2 separate regions of the Sus scrofa genome follow, and region 2 is linked to region 1. The links are chromatin contacts, called in public Hi-C maps. All regions are on one chromosome and are shown on one strand. Each heading gives the region's core, a stretch centred on a gene start, on an enhancer-like site or on the middle of the called end of the contact. The rest is flanking DNA. Distances are from core to core; before and after follow the strand shown.

What was found. Hi-C and Micro-C count contacts between places; a contact is called where the count stands out from the background.
Region 2: a Hi-C map of alveolar macrophages shows a contact between it and region 1, with 2.2 times the contacts expected there. The contact joins two enhancer-like sites. A contact is called at or near these places in 4 of 47 Hi-C or Micro-C datasets (alveolar macrophages, embryonic fibroblasts, epiblast stem cells and 1 more).

The regions. Positions count from the first base shown.
Region 1 is chr8:87,969,584-87,976,145 of Sscrofa11.1, forward strand. No RefSeq gene overlaps it. Among named protein-coding and RNA genes, the nearest start is that of NOCT, 64 kb to the left of the region's middle. Within about 2 kb of position 3,963, at least 15 of the 83 cell types and tissues checked have an H3K27ac peak or open chromatin away from gene starts, as enhancers often do. A contact at or near this core is called in alveolar macrophages, where this site is marked.
Region 2 is chr8:88,224,868-88,231,088 of Sscrofa11.1, forward strand. The region is part of intron 5 of LOC110262153 (a long non-coding RNA gene); the gene reads left to right. Among named protein-coding and RNA genes, the nearest start is that of NOCT, 320 kb to the left of the region's middle. Within about 2 kb of position 3,479, at least 8 of the 83 cell types and tissues checked have an H3K27ac peak or open chromatin away from gene starts, as enhancers often do. A contact at or near this core is called in alveolar macrophages, where this site is marked.

The DNA of each region.
Region 1 (6,562 bases), core at 2,713-5,212:
AAAAAATTAAAGAATTTCATAAGCTCACTGACAAAACAATCTTTTGTCCTGAAGACATACTCGGTTTCTGGCAGAGCTGCTGTCTTTATTCTGCCCTGGATACAACTGCACTCCAATGACTGGTAAGGGACCCTTTATACAAGTTTTTAAAGTGCTCGAAGAAGCATCCAGAAAAAAAAAAAAGACACCATGCAAACTAAAGGCACTATTATCACTTGTTTGAAAGTCTGTTTTGTTACCAGTCTCCCCTGGTGACATATAGATCAGCATGGCTTATTATAAGCAAGGCCATGTGTGGCCTCTCATATTCCCATCACTTGCCTGCAGAGGCTCCTAGTCTCACCGACTTCCCAAATCAGAAGGAAACCATCCATAAAAGTGCCGAGAAACAAACACTGAGGCCAGGGGGATTTGAGTATTCCTTTTTCCCTACCAACAAGTGAAAACCCTAATCCATCAGATGTCCCAGACAGAAGCCACAAATCTTTTTTGTTTTGTTCAGCCTATTGGCACAGTGACAAGTTCGTATTATACTCCATCGAGAATCTCTCTTGTAACCTCACCCAGGCTCAATGAGTTCACAAGGAGGGCTGAAGCAAATAACCCTGGAATGCAGGTGATTGTTTATTTATGGATTTACCTTGCTACCTGCTAGTCTATACCCCAGGCCTTTCAGCAGAGCTTCATAAAAGGTAATGGTAACTGACATTCATCACACTCTGTGCTTCTTTTTCCATTTCCTGTTTCTTTAATAGATCCCTACAGAAGGTGCGGGAGAAAGCTCAGGCCTTTGTCAGACAGTCGTATTACTTCACTCTCTTCAACTTCATCAAACATTCTTCTGCTGCTGCTTGCTTGAGTGAACCGTATTTTTGAAAACATGACAGAGGTCTCATTTGTAGACGAATCTTACCAACATTCGCCCACCATTTTCCTTGACCTCACATCATTCTAATCCGCTCCCCACATTCACGATTCCCCTGAGAGTTCCTTCTGGATCAGGGAGAAGGCGGGGGATGTAATGACACCTTTGTGCACTTAGCATCACGGCTCAGAAAATTTCAAGGCACTTACCCGTGCTTAGCAACATCCATTTCGCTGATAAAAATTATGAAAAGTGCTTGGGTTTATGCTGATAGGCTCTCTGTAAATTCTTATCAGAGTGGACAGAGACATTTATGGGAAGAAGATTTCTTTGTATAAAGAAACATTTACAGCTCCTTTCTGCTGGGGGGCTCCATTATCTCCTCCTTCCTTTCCCTTGCTTCCTTTTTTCTTGTTTTGCTTTGAAAACATTTTGAAATGTTTCACAATAGAAAAATACCTTGCAAATTTGATTATTCGATCATCATCCGTTTGCTTCCATGTGACAATAGAACAGAAGCGTTTGGAGGGTCTCAATTACAAAGTCCCTTCCTTGGCTTTGGATGTATTCAGGGTCCAGATTTATTCTTTCCTTTCAAAATGGTCATACACGAGTGTATCCAGATACCAGCGGAAAAGAAGGTGGAGCTGTAGTGGGAGGAGGGGAAGTTTTCTGGCCTCTACGGAGTCTTCCAAGGACCCAGGCTTTCTTCCTCCCCCAACCCCTGCTCCAGGCCTCAAACTGCCTTTGCTATTCTCTTTGCTTCTTCCATAACAGCCTCCCCATAGCTCAACCACTGTGTTGCTTTTTTTTTTTTTTTTGGTAATTAACTGTATTACCTGGCATTATCAACAGAGTTATTAATCATTGTTAAAGTTTAATGGAAAGATTAGAAATAAATATTTCAATTGTAGTGATTTTCTAAAATTATAATAATTAATTCAGTTATAATAATTTCCAGCTTCATAACAAAGCTTCTTTACATACCATGTTTTTCATACTGTTAGCTGGAATGCATAGAAATCAGTATTAACAGAGGAGGCCCCTGTAGGAAGCAATTTGATTAAAAAAATAAATAAAATCAGTGAGTACAGGAGTTCCCGCTGTGGTGCTGTGGGTTAAGAATCCAACTGCAGCGACTAGGATTACTGCAGCGACTAGGATTGCTGCAGAGGCAGGGATCTGGTGTTGCCACAGCTGTGGCATAGGTTGCAGCTGGGCCTGGATTCAATCCCTGGCCCCAGAACTTACATCTGACGAGGGTGTGCCCATTAAAAATGAAAAATCAGTGAGTGCAAATCTGAGTGCCTGCTTTGCTGGTAATAGAGAGAATACACTTGCACGTTGCAAACATGTGGTGGCAAGCAGAGGCAACCTGAGGGGATCTCTTTATCCCAGGGCTAATTACTGCTCTCTCTTGCCTGCACTTTTGAAAAATGTACTCTTAGGCTCCGTTGCTATTTTTCATTACTTATTTATTTATTTATTTTTGCCTGGACCACTGGCATGTGGAAGTTCTGGGCCACCGATCGAACCCACCCCATAGTGGCAACCGGAGCCACTGCAGCGACAACGATGGATCCTTAATCCCCTGCGCCACAGTGGGAACACTTCTGTTTCTATTTTTTAAACGTCTGAGTTCTGGATAAGGACTCTGACCTTATCATTGGAGAAGTCTATCCTTTCAACTTTTTTTTTTTTTTTTCTTTCTATTTTAGGGCTTGACCCTTGAGATGACCTTTGCATCATGAACACATACTAAAGTCACAATAATTGAGTTGGTGTTCATTTGAAATTCTATTTGAATTTTCTCCCTGTGGCATGAGTAGTGTCTGTCCAGGTGCTGCCAGGTGTGTCCTTGGGGCTCCTCCCCCGGGGTCTCCTTGCACTGGGCTTCAGCTTCTCGGAGGGTGTCTCCGCTCTCTAGATGCTCAGAGGGGACCTGATTGTCTCGCCTTGGCTGAATGCGCATGCGTATGGATACTTCCTGAAAGAGCCTTGATCATCTTCTTGCTGTATCTTCTTTCCTCAGAAAAGACGTATCCCCCACATGTTTTATGCCAGATTTTGGACTAGGAACTGGGGACACAACAGAGAATAAGACTTTTAGATTCTAAAAATTCTCAAATTTTCATAGCTGTTGCAGGTGAGGATCTAAGTTTATTTATATTCAAGATGACACTTTTTCTCCCTAGTGTGATTTCTTGTGTGAACACGCAGGTGGAAAAACGGGACAATTAAAATGGACGATTGCAAAAAATATTTATGAACATTTTGGGGCTTCAGTACTCTTCATAAAATAATGGCAACATTCAAAATACAGAGATTTATAAATTCACACTTAGCATTCTAACTCTGAATGAATGATGTGGTATATTACATTATATGCAAAAAAAAAAAAAAAAAAAGTGTTGTTCAATCCGCTACCAACCGGGTTCTCGCCCTTCCTTAATCAATAGAAATTGTTAAGAGGCCAGGCAGGAGATTCAGGCAAGGCTCTCCTAGGCTTCAGGGGGGCAGTGAAAACAATCAAGTTTCCCTAGCTTGCTTGCTTTCTGAGGGGAAATAAACTGGTTCCTTACATGGGGTGAGGTAGGAGTAGATCCAAGGGTTGGGCCAGGGGGGTGGCTTAGATGGTCTTCCCAACCCTTTGGTGGTGATGTGTGCGGGGGGCAGGGGTTGTGCCTTGCTTTTGCTATTGGCTCTTCAGAAGGGGTGGTTGGCTTTTTTTTTTTTTTTTTTTTTTTTTTTTTTGTATTTTGTTGTCCATAATTTTGCTCCAACTGAGCATACACAGTTATTTTTAGTCCCTTGTGGTTTCTTTGTATTTTATTGCTCCAGGAGATGTTTGTCTAGGTACTAGCACTGCAGCCACTGTGGCAGAGTGTCCCAGCCCCCAGCCTGCCTCACTTCCTGCTTCTAAATTCCCACCCCTGCAGTGGATTCTATCTTTGTCACCTTGTCATATATGACATCAACTGTTTGGGTGCCAGTAATTGTGAGAGGAAAACCAAAACGGAGTTGGTACTACTAAGAGAGCTCTCTAAAACGTAGCAGGGAGGCCAGTGAGGAAGTGTGACTCAGGCAAATCTCAGCCTGGGTGGAATCTGACCTTTCAATGCCCAAAACCCAAGATACTCATCAGACCTTTCCCCTAAAACAACTCATGACAGCCATCCCTTAAGGACAAATATTGCTTTTCTTGTGTCAGCATACAGCCTCATGATTTTTGCCTTTATAAGCGCCAGACTCTTTCTCTTCTCTGAGAACTCTTTCAATTTTACCCAAATCTGTGTCTGCCAAATTGCAATTCTTAAGACCCCAAACAAAGCTCTTTGTTCTTTGCAGCCTCGAGACTGATTATTGTATAACATTGCAAAGAGACAGAAAGAGGCTAAATTTTATTATATAGATAATTAATGTATGTGTTCTCTTCCTAGAGGGTGAAGACTCTTTTTCATATTTGAATAGCTAGAGCTTAGCATAGTACTTGGAATGTAGTAAGGATTCAATAAATGTTTGCTGGATAAATGAAGGCAGGCAGGATTTAGGAAGCTTAAAAATAAGATAATCCCTTTCTTGACTTTTTTTTTTTTTTAATTTATGGCTGCACCTGCGGCATATGGAAGTTCCCAGGCTAGGGTTTGACTCATAGCTACAGCTGAGGCTTACATGGGATCTGAGCCGCATCTGGGACCTTCAGCAATGCCAGATCCTTAGCCCGCTGAGTGAGGCCAGGGATCGAACCCACATCCTCATGAAGACTATGTCAGGTTCTTAACCTCTGAGCCACAGTGGGAACTCCTTGACTGGTGTTTGGAATGGAAATATGGGAACGAAAATAGGAAGCTAAAGGTCCTTGTACACATTGCATGTTTCTTGCATCCTTAACTGTGCTACTTACATATGTGACATGTATGAACACTCATATTTAATATCATGAAGGAAGAAGCATCAATTTATTTTACAAACAAGGTAACTGAAGCTTAGTCAACTTATGAGACATGTTCAAGTCACACAGTGGATTACCTGGCAAAGCCATCGCTGGGACCCAGGTTAGAAGGTCAGAGACACTTCAAATTTCATGCTCTTAACTATTAAAATGTACTGTATCTTACAGACTAATTGTCCTGATGCTTTGGTGCATGCAAACCTGCTGGTAGGGTCCCTCCCTGATCCCCTCCCCCACTACCTCTGGTGCCTCTTCTGCCCTCCCCCTTCAGGATGCTGAGTCTGCAAATATTAGTGTTGGAAGAGAATATATCAGGATGTGAGTCTTTCTTGAAGGTCCTATTTAGTTTGAGCTCAGGAATAATTTGATGAAATATCTAATTTTATTTAGATCTTTTTTTTGCGATATATGGTAATAGGTCCCTTCACATTCAGACATAAATCTCTAATGAGTTATTTGGAGAGGAGTTATGTTGCTTTATTTCTGGACAGAGGAGGCAGTGACATCGCTGGATATGTAATCTGCTGAACCACATGAGAACTCCAGCAATCACATTTAAAATTTTTGGGTTTTAGAATAAAATCTCCCATTCATTTTTGGGAGTTTCTGTTTCATTTTTTGCTTTGAGCCTTATTTATTTATTCATTTATGTAGAAGTTACAGCATAGATTCCTGAAATTCTGGTTGGCAGAAATGTTTGCCCTTGGAAAGCAGGGGCTATGCTAGTACACACTGATACTTCCCTTCAAATCCAGAGTCAGGGGATATTTTTCTTGGGGAGAAAGCTCCCTCCCACTTGCACTGGTTCTTTTGACTTTGAGTGACCTCAAGATGAAGGGCAGTAATCAGCAAGCTTACTTAAAACAGGTCTGGCTTATTACCTCAATTCAGAATGGGCTGGAGGGCGTTGGGTAAGGGAAATGTTCCCTCCCTGGCCTGTTTGGGTTTAGAAGGACAGCCTAGGATGGGTGTCATCTGCCCCTTGATATATAGAAGGGAGTCTAATAAAAGGCATTAAAAACATCTTTTTCCTTCTTTCACTGGACTCCTTGTGTCTGTCACAGACCGGGCTGGACTGACAGAACGTTACACAAATGACTCTTCTTAAGCAGCGATGAGGCAGCAGCAGGCATTTTTTCATTTAGAGTCTATCAACTGAGAATTGATAAAGTCATCACCGAACAACTGTAGTTTGACCCTGACCTGACAAAAGAGATCGAAAATGTCTGGTGTGGAGAGAAGCCAGGGGGCTCAGAAAGAAGCTGCCAGTCGGCTAAGGGCTGACACCACGCACTCTGCCGAGTGTATTTAATAACTGAAAAGTAAATAATGAAAGGCAGTCAATAAACAATGGTGGTTTAATAAATTATTCATTTCAACAGTACTTCCAGTGTTTGCTCAGAGAAGGGACAAGGCTGTATGTTTTCTCCCAATCGGCTTATCTGGTCGGAACCTGTCTGGATGCTTAGTTGTTCACATTCAGGACAGCAGAGGGCGCTCGTGTCACACCAAAAAGGGAGGCGCTGCTCACCCCCTACCCCCTCCCCCGCCCCCGACCACTCCAGCCCCCTTCCCTGTGCCTGTCGGTGTTTATGAAGGGAGGAAGACACAAGCGGTACGAAAACGTTGAGAAAAGGTAGAGAGGAAGATAGAAAACGAGGGGGTAGGCACGGAAATGGAAAAAAAACAAACAAACGTATTTTTCACAGGGAGCTCAAATTCAACCCTGTACTGAAGCCAGGCAC
Region 2 (6,221 bases), core at 2,229-4,728, 250 kb after region 1:
CCGCTGCTTCCACCATGGCAGCTCCTTCTCTGAACAACTCCCTGCCTCCTGCTTCGAGGGACCCTTGTGTTTACGAGGAATCCACAGAGAATCCAGGATAATCTTCCCAACTCAAGGTCCTTGACTTAATCACATCTGCAAAGTCCTTTTTACCACGTTAAGATGACATAGTTGGAGATTCCAGGGATCAGGATGTGGATATTTGGGGGTGGGTATTACTCTGCCTACTGATGGAACAAAAGGCCAAAGCAGACAGAAAATCTGTTTTTATAAGTAGGCAATATCAACACATTTTTAGGTTCCTTTATCCCCGCCTCTTTGCTTGAAACAGTTGTTTTCAGCCTCATATAGGCTTGAAAATGGCAAAAACATTAATGGCATTTCTGTTTGACTGTGTTCTTTGTGATTTATTTCATGTGTATGGAAGTATAGTAGTTTTGAAGGATGAAAAATTTACTTTCTAATCTTCTTTTAAAGGTCAAGTGGCAAAGAGAACTAGTTTTAAATGCAAGTTACCCACATGGAGCAATTAAGGGGAGATATAAAGCAGTATGGATTGTAGGATGTGACAGAGGCCAGATACAAATGGAGAATTGACAAAGACATTAGCTGATTTAGGAAAATTCAAATCCTACCTCTGGGAGAATACTTGGATTCATATATATTTATCGTAATTCTTTTTTTTTTTTTAAACTCTCTCTCTTCTAAACTGTTTTATCATTAAATTTGCAATTTGCTTCTCTTTGCAGCCAGACATAAACACTAACAGCCAACCTCTGAGGTAAATTCTTGTCCTGGGCCTCTCTTGCTGTCAGTGGGCGGTAGTGACTTAGAAACCACTTCAGCAGATGTATTGAAATTCTATATTAAGTTAAAGGATGCTCCATAATATTCGATCTCTCTCCCCAGAACAAACAGACCTGACATGGCTCCAGGATCCCTCCTCAGAATAAACCAAAAAGCTCTTTTCTTTTTTTCTTTTTTATTGCACGAAAAATTCTTTAAATTCTATAGTGCTTTGCAATTTTCACAAGTTTCATACATGTGATTTCATATAACCCCATAATAACCTGTTTCTCTCCCTGCATCCCACTCTTACCCCTCCTGCTCCCTCTCCCCGTTGGCAACCACTTACTTGTTCTCTTTATTTGTGAGGCTGCTTCTGTTTTGTTTTATTCACTAGTTTGCTGTATTTTGTGGAGTCCACATGTAAGTCGTATCATTAGTATTTGTCTTTCCTTGTCTGACTTATTTCACTAAGCACAACGCCTTCCAAGTTCCTTCATGTCGTATATATATACACATACCACATCTTCTTTATCCATTCATTTGTTGATGGATAGATGCTTAAGTTGCTTCAGTACCTTCACAATTGTAAATCATGCTGCTAGGACCATTGGGGTGCATGTATCTTGTCAGAGTAGTGTTTTTGTTTTTTCAAGGATATATGCCCAGGAGTAGAATTTCTGGGTCATATGCAATTCTACTTTTAGTCTTTTGAGAAACCTTCATACTGTTTTCCATAGTGGCTGCAAGATGTACATTCCCACCAACAGTGTACAAGGGTTTCCTTTTCTTCACATCCTCCAAAAGGCTCTTTTCTTAAAGTCATTCATGCTTTCAGACCTTCCCCCTTGGCTGTCTCTCTTGGCCATCGGCTTGACCGTTGGGCCCTTTCAAGATTTTTCCATCAGTCTGCTCTCCCAGTGGTGTGAGTGAGAAGGAGACTCCTTTTCATGGTTGGCCTCTCTGGTGAGCCCAGCCTGGTGGGACTCTCCCCAGAAAATGGCTATGAAACGTGGAGGATCTGGCTCTTTGTGCTGGTGGCTGACAGCTGGGTGAGGGGGTAGACCCTCTTTTAAGCTCATGCTGGTTCCTTGAGCAAAGATGCAGCCCTTATCAATCTCTTGATGTCCCCTCCTGTGGCTCATCAGGGAATCAAGGGGAACAATGAAATACAACGTGTTGGAACTGGTACCCACTGGAGTGCTGCAGCCTGCATGGAGATGGTCTGACTGGGCTGGCACCTGGCTTGCAGGACTCGCTCCTCATCTAGGCCTAGACCTGGGCCTGATGACAATGATAAGTGGCCACAAAGTGATGACAGAGAGAGGCTGAGAAGTGGGGCTCAGGGAGCAGAGTGGGAAGTGGGAGGGAGCACCAGGGGCAGCCATGAAGTTTAGGGGAGTGCTAGTTGCTTGGCTTTTTTTTTTTTTTTCTTTTTCTGTTTCCTTTTTCTTCTTCTTTTGTTTGGTTATCAGGTCTTTCTCTATGAGAGCAGAGAGCTGTGTGGTACCCTCAAGGCTGTCTTACCTTCTGATTGAGTAAATGTTTCTGCTTAATGAATCATTTCATGCTACTTACTGATGGGGCTTTTTGAAAGAATGGCTTTGGGGTAAGAAGTACAGTTAGAAATGATCACCAGCAACAACCAAATGATATTTACGATTTCAGTTGACCATTATGACTGTTTACTGGTTGGAGAGTTCCTTCCACGGTCCAGTGATATCCTTCAATTTTGTAGAAAATCAAGGAAATTTGTTAATTGATAAATAGATATTTTTGTTATTCTATAGCTTTATAGTATTTGTGAGTTGAATAGGAAAATCTTCTCAATGGAAATTAAAAATTTGTATTAAAGTTAACTCAATGGTTCTCCAAGTTTAGTCCACACATTTTACCAAAAAGCTTGGTAAAGCGCAGACTTCTAGATGCTACACCAAGATTTCCAGATTTAATAGATCTTGACTGGGCATTTTTAACAAACTCCAAAATTATTCTGATGCAGGTGGTTGGAGCCATGGTTCGAGGAAAATAGGGATCATATAACACTTGACCTTGGCTGATCATGGAAGGGGGGAATTCTCCACTCAACCCCTCCTCGCGTGTTTTCATATAATATAATTTCCTCTCAGATAACAATTGTGTTTTAATACAATGCAGGAAGGCAGCTCCTGGTAGCGCAGTGTATCACCTGCAATGTTATTTTCACTTTTCAGTCTCAGGTTTATTCCCGCTACAAAGATTGAAGGATGATCTGAAATCAAATACATTTGTCTGGAAGCTGAATGTCTGTCAGACCCAGGCATTGATTTCCTTGAGCTTGAGTTCTCAGTAAATGTCTTTCCAGTGAGAATTCCAATCAGGATTCTAAAGGTTATATGAAATAGGCCTGATTTCTGAGCTTTCTCTGGGGAGATCGCTTAATTTATAGGCAAAAAGGGGGAGAAATCCACTCCCCACCACTGCTTGTTTTGTAATCAGCACACAGTTCATATTTGAGAATAAAACGCTGTGTTGATTACTTGTGTGAACTAGGCTGAGACAGAAAATATCTCTGTGCAGAGGCTCTTTAAGGATGAAATATTTGCATTTTTGGAGGATGAAATGATAGCAAAATGAAATCTAGGCAGAACTGTAGAGATGTAGAGTTGCAGAGATGCTTGATTTCTATAGGTGCTCTTACACCGTTCTATCACGAGGGGGCAGCATTGCACTTTGGTTGGAAAATAGTCTCTGTGGCAAGCAGCCCTTTAAAGGAAAATATATCCAAGCTAGCAAAGCTAAAAACCAGAACATTAGCAAGAACCAGAAAACCAACAACACAGAACCCAAACTCTCTTTGTTATAATGTGCCATCTTTGCTTTTCCGGGTGTACAGAGTTTAATATTGTAGTATTAAGACTCTCCAGGGCATACTTTATCGGTCCATTAATACACACTTAGGGGTTGTGGATAATGCAGTGAGATTATTTTTCCCTTTTCTCACTTTTCCTTTGGCTCTCCCATCTTATATCACTGTCCTTGTCTTGTTGCCAAGCAGCTACTCCCCTACCTACTTCCCTCCAGGAAGAGGCAGACCTGGCAGCTGGCGTGCCTTGGCATCGCTGGTCATTTTGAGGTGCTGGTAGATGAGCTGACTGGAAAGCTCCTTCCCTTCTCCTTCTTGATGTGAAATCAGGCTCACAATTTGCAAGGGTCTGAGAAGCTCCTGGGGATCGCAGTCACCTTTATGCAACCACACAAACATACTTTTACAGGAGTCAAGCCATCACTTTATAGGGAATGATGTGAAATAAATAGATGCTCAAATTTTGCATTTTTATAATGACTCTTACTATTACTGGATCAAATGCGAGTGAATTAAAAACAGATCCAATCTTCGGCTTTAGGAATATCAGTTCCACCAGTCCAGGAATTGTGTCTATTTGTTGATGGTATATCCTAAGTTCTTAGAACGTGCCTGGTGTGGAAGACACTCAGTAAATTTGCTGAAGGAATGAATGAATTTAAACGCCTGTGCCATGATGGCCCTTCCCACTTTCTGGCTTTGCTTTCGAGCAATGATTCTCTTGGAGACTGAGGCCAGGCTGGGCACCGGCCTTGGCTTCCTTCCTTGTTCCAGTCTTTGCATACTTTCTGGGCTTGTGAATTACAACGGTGCAAGATTTCTTGAAGGAAAAGTTCTAAAAGTCATCCTCCCAGAATAACCATAAACCCCCAGCCATCTTTGTTTCTCTGAAATTTGCTTATAAAATTACAGCACTTACACTGTGGATTCTACCATTGGTTGGCAGGGCGGGGGTGATTCATCAAGACGAGGTTGGAAGGTAACTTTCCATTGATGCCCTTCCGTGAGGCAGTCTTTCTCTTTCCTTCCTCCTCCCCTTTTTTCTGGTGCAGGAAGCAGGCAGTTGGGAAACAACTTTGAGCAGGAGCAGAAGAATCACAGGGCAGGGAATAACAGGCACTATGAAGATTAATTACGCTCTTTGGAATCCAGCTTGACTGGGCAAGGTGAGACAGTTCAATTATTTAATCACGTTGGCGCTCCTGGCTTCTGAGGCCTTGAGTGCTGGGACAGCCCTCCCTCCCCACTTCATTCATGTGAGGAATTGCTCCTCAGCTCCCTGCTCCCAGTTGGACCCTCAGGCAGAGGGAAAGGAGCGATGGATTTTGGAAGGAGAAGTTTCCAGATCTGCCTCCTCCCGGGCTGTGTTGTGCTTATGCTGGAGCCTGGCAGGCTGCTCCCCTCTGTGTGTAGTGGATGCTTTTCCCCTCACGCACATACCTTTTTAAGGCTTGCTTTTCGCTCAAGCATGGCTACCCACTGAACTACAGGTCCGAGCATGCTGGATTAGAACACACTGGAGCAATGAGGTCACATCTTGTAGTCTTACATCTGCATTGGCCCAATGTGGTTATTAGCATTTGAAATGTGGCCATTAGAGCACTAACATTTTTTAAGTTAAATTAATTTCAAGTTCAACAGTTACCTATGGCCAGTGGCTACTGTACTGGGCTGTGAAAGACCGAGCTGCACCCACAATGCCCAGGAGAAAGGTTTCCTTTCCATGAATGATTTTTGCTTTTGTGATGGAACTGGACTGCTGCACTGTGATACAGAAGGGGCAGTTTGCACCACGGGCCCTCTATTATTTCATGTATTTTTTTTTTCATCACATCTCACCGTGCCCTCCTGTTTCTCACCATACCCATCTTGGCAACATCTCTCCTTGTTGGTGTCCAAGGAGACACAGAAAATGGTGTTTTACACATTCTGCCCTAGTTCCTTGTTCCTGATGGGGTGAAAAATCTTAATCACCATGGAAACAGCGTTCTCTCCAAACAAAATGAGAAAGGCGGGCGTGTCTTGTTCAGACCCTGGAGCCTCGCATCTCCATGGACTCTGTTATGATGGGGCCTCCGACTTAGTCATCCTGCCTGGCAGTGAAGCACTCTGTTGAGTGTAGATTTTCAAAGATGTTCAAGGATTTAATGCATCTCTCTTTTTTTTTTTTTTTTTTTTTTTGTCTTTTGTCTTTTGAGGGCCGTACCTGTGGCATATGGAGGTTCCCAGGCTAGGGGTATAATCGTAGATACAGCTGTCAGCCTACACCACAGCCACAGCAACGCTGGATTCTTAACCCACTGAACAAGGCCAGGGATTGAACCGGCAACCTCATGGTTCCCAGTCGGTTTTGTTTCCGCTACGCCACAATGGGAACGCCTAATGTATCTCTAAGGCCAGTCAACAGTTGGTCTGTCAAGATGAGCCCTTTAAAAAATGGCCTTAGTGAGACAGAATATTAACTCAGGTAGGCAGTGTAGGAACCTGGGCTCCATGGATATTGATTAACATTTGCGGCTTAAGGGCTCCAGGGAGTAACACCTCCACAGGCCTTGTTTTATTATAGGAAATGCGCATTCCCCACAGACTT